Linked DNA regions of Rattus norvegicus: region 1 is linked to region 2. A link is a contact called in public Hi-C data. All regions are on one chromosome and are shown on one strand. Each heading gives the region's core, a stretch centred on a gene start, on an enhancer-like site or on the middle of the called end of the contact. The rest is flanking DNA. Distances are from core to core; before and after follow the strand shown. Region 1 has its middle 73 kb from the start of Tmc1. Region 2 overlaps Tmc1 (transmembrane channel-like 1).

Region 1 (3,442 bases), core at 158-2,657, 170 kb after region 2:
CCCTGAGCATAGCAATTGGTTGCTAGAACCATGACTGGGCTCATGCCTGTGAAAGTCAAGTGCTCAGAAGTGAAACTTTCCTATTGTTTCCTCTTCGAAGAGGCCATTTCTTTCGCTCCTTTTGCTCTGTGCTTCATAAGAAGCCATGGGAGGTACTATTTAAACCCTGTACCAACCCAAGCTAGAAGACTCCCTCTTGGTTTGTTTCTCACAGCAGTTCTAAATTAATCTTCCTGTGGCATCATCTTACTGCCTGAAAATTCTGTTAGCCACAGAAGTTCCACGTAGCCCGATAATGAGATTACTTTATTACCTGGCACCATGCCAAGCAGCATCCTTACTGATCTCATTCCCCTCTCATACATCATAGTCTTTCAAACTTATTTGTGGAGAGAAAAAAAGGGCTTACTTTAGAGAACTGTGACTGTGATGTAATAATACAATTTATGGACTTAAGATCTGATGATAGTTTTGCTTTATTTCTTGCGACAGGGCTTACCACAAAACATTGACTGGTCCAGAACCTCCTGTATATAGAGCAGGCTGGCCTCAAACTTGCAGCAATTCTCCTGTCTCAGCCTTTGGAGTATTATGGACATGTTCCATCATTTCTGTCTTAGACATAAGCTTTAGCACAGAAGCCTCCACCTTTGGCAACAAAGAACGTAAACGTTGTTCTTTTCGATTCAGATAAGCATCAGTTGGCAATGATCCCAGCTAATACCATTTTCTATGCAAACTCTGTTACAACTCCATAAAGACAATATATTTTGGTCATCACAGCCATTTGTGAGTACCTATAATGAGTCAGGCATGTACTGGAGTCTCGTCAGTAATAATAACAAGAGACCATCCCTGTGATTTCGACATGCTATTTGTTCAGGGCCCTGTTCAAGCACTTTCTATGTGTTAGCTCAGCTTCCCAGCAACCATAAAAGCAGATGTCATTTGTTTCTACCATTTTGCATGAGAATGCCAGAGACTAGAGATTGAATAAATTGCTAAAGTTGTCAGAATATCTAAATGTTAAAATGCATATTCAAACACAGAGTCAAGTGTGACACTAACTCCTGGTGCATTTTATTTAGAGGAATTAGCCCTTAGGCACTAAAACTTACAGCATGTATTCATTTGTTTGGCAAATATTTCAAATTCTTCTTCAGCAAATGGAATTCTATTCCAGAAACCGTCATTCCTACCCCCCTTAATTATTACAGCAGCTAAAAATATTTTAGAGTCATATTTTACTGATTAACCAAAGTATCTTGAGTTATGTAAATATGTAAATTTTTGCCGTCTAGAATGGTAATTTTAATACAATTCTCATGGCCAACTTTAAAGCTGACCACCAATGATCTTATATCCTGATTCTCTTGTTCTCCTATCCAGTCTTCTCCCACAACATTTTTCTAGGTTGGTCAGTGTGACCACTGGGATGTGGTAATAGCAAAGGCATGTCACTTCAGAGCTGCATTACACAAAGCCTGTAAATTCTATCTAGAATTTTCTCTGTCCCTTTCTGCATAGTCACCAACCTGAGTTTGACTTATCAAGGGGAAACCAGAGGCTCTATTATGAGGTAACTGGAAAGCCTGTAGGAAAGCCACAGGACAAGGGCCATCTCCAGGAAGACTTATACCTACCAACCACATGTGAGGTAAGAAGCTGAACTTTACCCAGCCATCAGGTGAGACCACAGCCCCAAGTTATGGAGGACTCTTAAAAACTGAATTCTGTCCCCATTCTGCAAAGGCATATGTTTGAAATTTTAACCACCTACTTGAGGATGAGGCTCTCCAAAAAGGTAAACGAGGTAAAAATTCATGACCTGAGGGACAGGCCCTGATTTGTTAACAACATTTTAGGGTAAGACCTTCCAAGAGTTGATTAAGTTAAAATAAAGTCTTTAGGGTGGATTTAACTTTAAGCTGGCTCATAAGCTAAAGAAAAGAGGAAATGAGCTCTCAAAAGAGATGCTGAGGTCCATGAGCACAGGAAGAAGGCATTGTCTGTGTGGATGAGAAAGAGACAGGCCACAGAAGGAAGCACTATCATGGGCCCTGGCTTTCAGGGCTCTGGGAGGAGTACGCATTCTGTTCTTTAAGCTGCCAGGTCTGCGGTATGGTCTATGGCAGCCACAGGAAATCGAAGCAAGGACACTGACCCAGAACCATTCAGTTAGCCTCATCCTGGCTCCCTGACCCACACAAACCTTGAATACAATGAGTTGCTGTTGAAGCTGCTAATGAGGTCATTTTCTGTGCAGCAATGTGAGGCTGCCTGAATTTTTCATCATATGGTAGCAAGCCGCTCTGCTCTTGGCACATGTTAGAGATATTTTTTATTGTCCTAATTGCCCACAAACTATTTACTAAGGGGGGTTCATTTGTATGGTTTTTCCATCCACATCAGTCCGTTTTATAAGTAAGGATCATATAATCAATAAATTAAATGAGAGAGTCCTTTAAAGTAATCTAGAATTTTACAAGTATTTCCCTTTGATATGTATTGCCTATTTTCTGTATCACTGAAACAGACCATCTACGCGGCCACTGGACAAACATGGGTCACTCTTTGCTCTAGTTCTTCAATAGAAACTGTGAAAAGCACAGAAGAACGAAGTCAGCCCTGTCTCGCCGCTATACTTTGTACTTCACTGACTTCTTTATACTGTTCTGATCGTGAAACAAGCTGACATATTTTGCATATTTATTGATTCATCATTACCCATTCGTTTAGCAAGTATTATATGATGCCTACTACGTATCAGGCACTGTTATAAAAACAATGTGCAGATTAATAAAGAAATACATCTTCATGGACCTTGTAGGAAGAAATAGTAATAGATGTGAGTGTCGGGACAAGTTTATGACATGCTGATGTCCATAAGTGCAGGAAAACTGCAATGCAGGGCATAGAACACTCCTAGGTGTGATCTCCACTCTTGAGTGGTAGAAATTGGAAGGTACTGTGCTAAAAATACAATGTTTCATAAAAAGAATTACATCTTTAGGAACTGGAGGAAATGACCCAACAATTAAGAGCATATATTATTCATCATGAGAACCCAAGTTCAGTTCCCAGTACCCACATGATGGCTCAAAACTTTGTGTACCTCCAATTCCAGTGAACCTGACTCCCTCTTCAGGCCTCTGGGGATATTGCACACATGTGGGGCACAGACATACGTGTAGGCAAAACATGTAAAAACATAAAATAATAAAAAATAATACTTTTAAAACAGGATTATACATTTAAAACTATTATTAAATCTTAGGAATCCTATTTCAGGGGTGTGGAAGACACTTCTTTTGGTTCTGCTCTGTTGTAAACTGGTTTTGTTGCTATGGGTTGTTTTGATGTGGAGTTCCTTTTGGCATTTCTGTTCAAGAATATTATGAAAGCTTTTTGGCATAAGTCATATATATTTTAAATGTCATAA
Region 2 (2,992 bases), core at 400-2,899:
ATAAACAAAGAAAATTAAAGGCATGCAATGAAGTGTTTCTGTACAATAAATTATGATGTATGCTTAGCATAAGTAAACCTAAAACATAATAAATGAAAAATACCAGACCAGATATATAACATGCCATATGACTGCAGTTATTCCGACAAAAAATTTTGGAAAACACAAAATCATAGGAAAAAAATAGATCCAATATTTGTATGAGATTGGGAGGTGAAGACTGAACTGCAAACAGGCACAAAAGACCTCCATGGGAGGTGTTAGAAGTGTTTTAAGGATGATTTATGATTACTGTCGCACAGATCTACTTTAAGTTATCAAGTCACATGCTTACACCAGGTAAATTTAATGGTCTATAAATCATACCACAATTAAAGCTGAAAATTTTAAGGTCTCAAGGTGAGATGATGTTTTTTAAATCTTAAAAAAAAAAAACTTTATTCTATGAAACACAGTCCTTCTCCAGTAGAATTAATCACATATGGCGGCTTGAACAAAAATGACCCCCATAGTCTCTTATGTTTAAATGCTTGATCCTCAGATGGTGGAGCTGTTCAGGAAGGATTAGAAGGTGCAGCTTTCTTGCAGCTTTCAATGAGAATGGGCTTTGAGGTTCCAAAAGACATTATTTCTGCTTCCTCCTCATGGATCAAGATGTGTAATCTTAGCTGCTTCTCCAGCTTCCTGTTTTCCTGCCTTCACTGCATCATCATAACTATAGCCCTCCGGAATCACAAGGCCAATTAAATTCTTTTATATGTTACTTAATTCAGTGCCACTGCAATAGAAAAAAGTAAGCACTACACCTGAACAGGACTCCTCAGTCCCCTCTTCTTGTTGTTATTCTTGTTACCGTTCTGCTAATATGGTTTACAGCCCATCATATTGCCTATCTGTTGCAAATTGGTTCTAATGCTTTGATTCAATCAGGAATCTGCATGACCAGTTGCTAAAGGTCCTTGTCCCCAGTCAGTTTTTGATCAATCAATAAGGATGCCTATGGCTAATGGCTGAGCACAGGGAGGGATTACTTAAGAGTTGTGCAAGTAGGACGCAGAGGAAACAGAGCAATTCTCCATGACCTGGAGAAGAAGAATGGAATGCAGCAGTGGTAAAGCAAACCAGCCATGTGATATTTTGGGTATGTGGCCACAGGTCACTTTACTGATTGGGCCTGAGATAGCAGCGGAAGGTTTAGGAGAGCCCAATGATAATTCCTGGGCAGGTACACAAGTGCCACAGTCAAAGCAGTGTCACCACCCAGGAACTGTCTTTAGATTCACAAATAAAACACACACTCACATGTGCGCGTGCGCACACACACACACACACACACACACACACACACACACACACACACACACACAGGCTTATTTTTAAATGCCTTGGCTTCTTCAAAAGGCTGGGCATTCCCAAACCTTCCCCGGCTACCTCAGGCCCAGTCAGGGAAGTGGCCAGTGGCCGCTTACCTGAAATCTCCCATGGCTGATTGGCTTTATCTCCTGTCACTACTGCATCCCCTTCTTCTTCCCCTAGTCATGGCAAATCTATCTTACTTCTATTTTAAAAAGTACAATAGACCAAGAGCCACATTGCATTCATTTTTGTGAGGCCAGTGCATGCTGCTTATATTTAATGAGTCAATGTTGACTTTAATGACATAGCCAACTAGGGTGATTTAAGACTCAAAAATGAAAAACTTACTACTGATTCTGTGCTTCATGCTTCCTCAATAGCTTGCTGTATCTTCTTAGAGACTAGAATTCTGTCATAAAAATTCTGTCTTCTGGTACTGATCACATAAATTTATTTCTGTGGTTTTCATCACATCAATCTAAAAAAATCTTTCCCTTACTCAGGATTGCTATTCGGTGAGACTCATAAGACTAGATGTCATCTGATTCATCTATTTGAAAAAAAAACTAGAAACAGTCAAACTTCGAAGACAGAAAGCAGGGTTCACGAGAGCCATCTACCAGTTTAATGAAGACCATATTAGGAACTGAAAAGAATACAGAGCAGTCATTTTCTCATCTTAAGAAGCTTAAATTTTAGAAACCAAAATATCTGTAAATGCACACATATTGACTATAAAGAGGCAATCTGAGGGGTCTTTATCTTTATCACATCAAATATGCAAAATTTAATTCTCATTTGAAGTTCTCCAGAAAATTGATTAAATTATCAATATCCTAAACTCTGCCCATCTCTGATCTTGTTAGTATTTTAAAAAGAAATTATAGAATTACATCATCACAGGCTTGAATCATACCCCAAAATGATTTTTCAATAGGCAACAATAAGTTTGTGCCACAATAATTAAACGTTCTAACTCACTTATTGTTGCTGTGATAAAATATTGATCAAAACCAACTTGGGGAGAACTGACAGGTTATAGTTCATCCTCATGGGATTCCAGGACAGAACACAAGGCAGGAACCTGAAGGCAGGAACTAAAAAGCAGTAGAAATTTATGAAGAAACGCTGACCACGCTGGCTTGCTTTACCTGGCTTGCTACCTTTCATAAATAGTGCAAGCCCACCTACCAAGACCACATCATGCACAGTAGGCTGGGCTTTCCCACGTAAGTCATAAATGAAGAAAATGCCCTAAAGACGTGCTCATAGGCTAATCTGATAGAAGCAGTTCCTTAGTTCAGGTTCCCTCTTTAAGTTGACAAGGACAGCAAACTATGGTGTTGAGTAAGACTACTGTTAGTGCTATAGTAAAATACTATTTATTTTAATATTATAGTGAATTAGTGCTTTTTTCAGTATTTTGTAGAATTTGATATTTCTCAGTACATAAGTGTTTCTTTTTAATTTAGTAGTGACTATTAAGTATTCGTGTATTCTTGTGTAGGCTGGCGAAGGAGTTAATATGGAGTCTACCAAAAATCCCATAAGATTTTTTCAAAGAGCACATTTGAAAATAATTCCCTTGTTCTTTATTCAAGGGAAGAAGAAAATTTGACGTGAATCTTTAGGATCT

What was found. Hi-C and Micro-C count contacts between places; a contact is called where the count stands out from the background.
Region 1: a contact with region 2 is called in a Hi-C map of the A7r5 cell line, with 3 times the contacts expected there. The contact joins two enhancer-like sites. A contact is called at or near these places in 4 of 12 Hi-C or Micro-C datasets (the A7r5 cell line, the Rat2 cell line, Schwann cells and 1 more).

Annotation. Positions count from the first base shown.
Region 1 is chr1:227,943,319-227,946,760 of GRCr8, forward strand. No RefSeq gene overlaps it. Among named protein-coding and RNA genes, the nearest start is that of Tmc1, 73 kb to the left of the region's middle. Within about 2 kb of position 1,408, at least 7 of the 93 cell types and tissues checked have an H3K27ac peak or open chromatin away from gene starts, as enhancers often do. A contact at or near this core is called in the A7r5 cell line, where this site is marked.
Region 2 is chr1:227,773,137-227,776,128 of GRCr8, forward strand. All of the region lies in intron 9 of Tmc1 (transmembrane channel-like 1), which reads right to left. Among named protein-coding and RNA genes, the nearest start is that of Tmc1, 98 kb to the right of the region's middle. Within about 2 kb of position 1,650, at least 3 of the 93 cell types and tissues checked have an H3K27ac peak or open chromatin away from gene starts, as enhancers often do. A contact at or near this core is called in the A7r5 cell line, where this site is marked.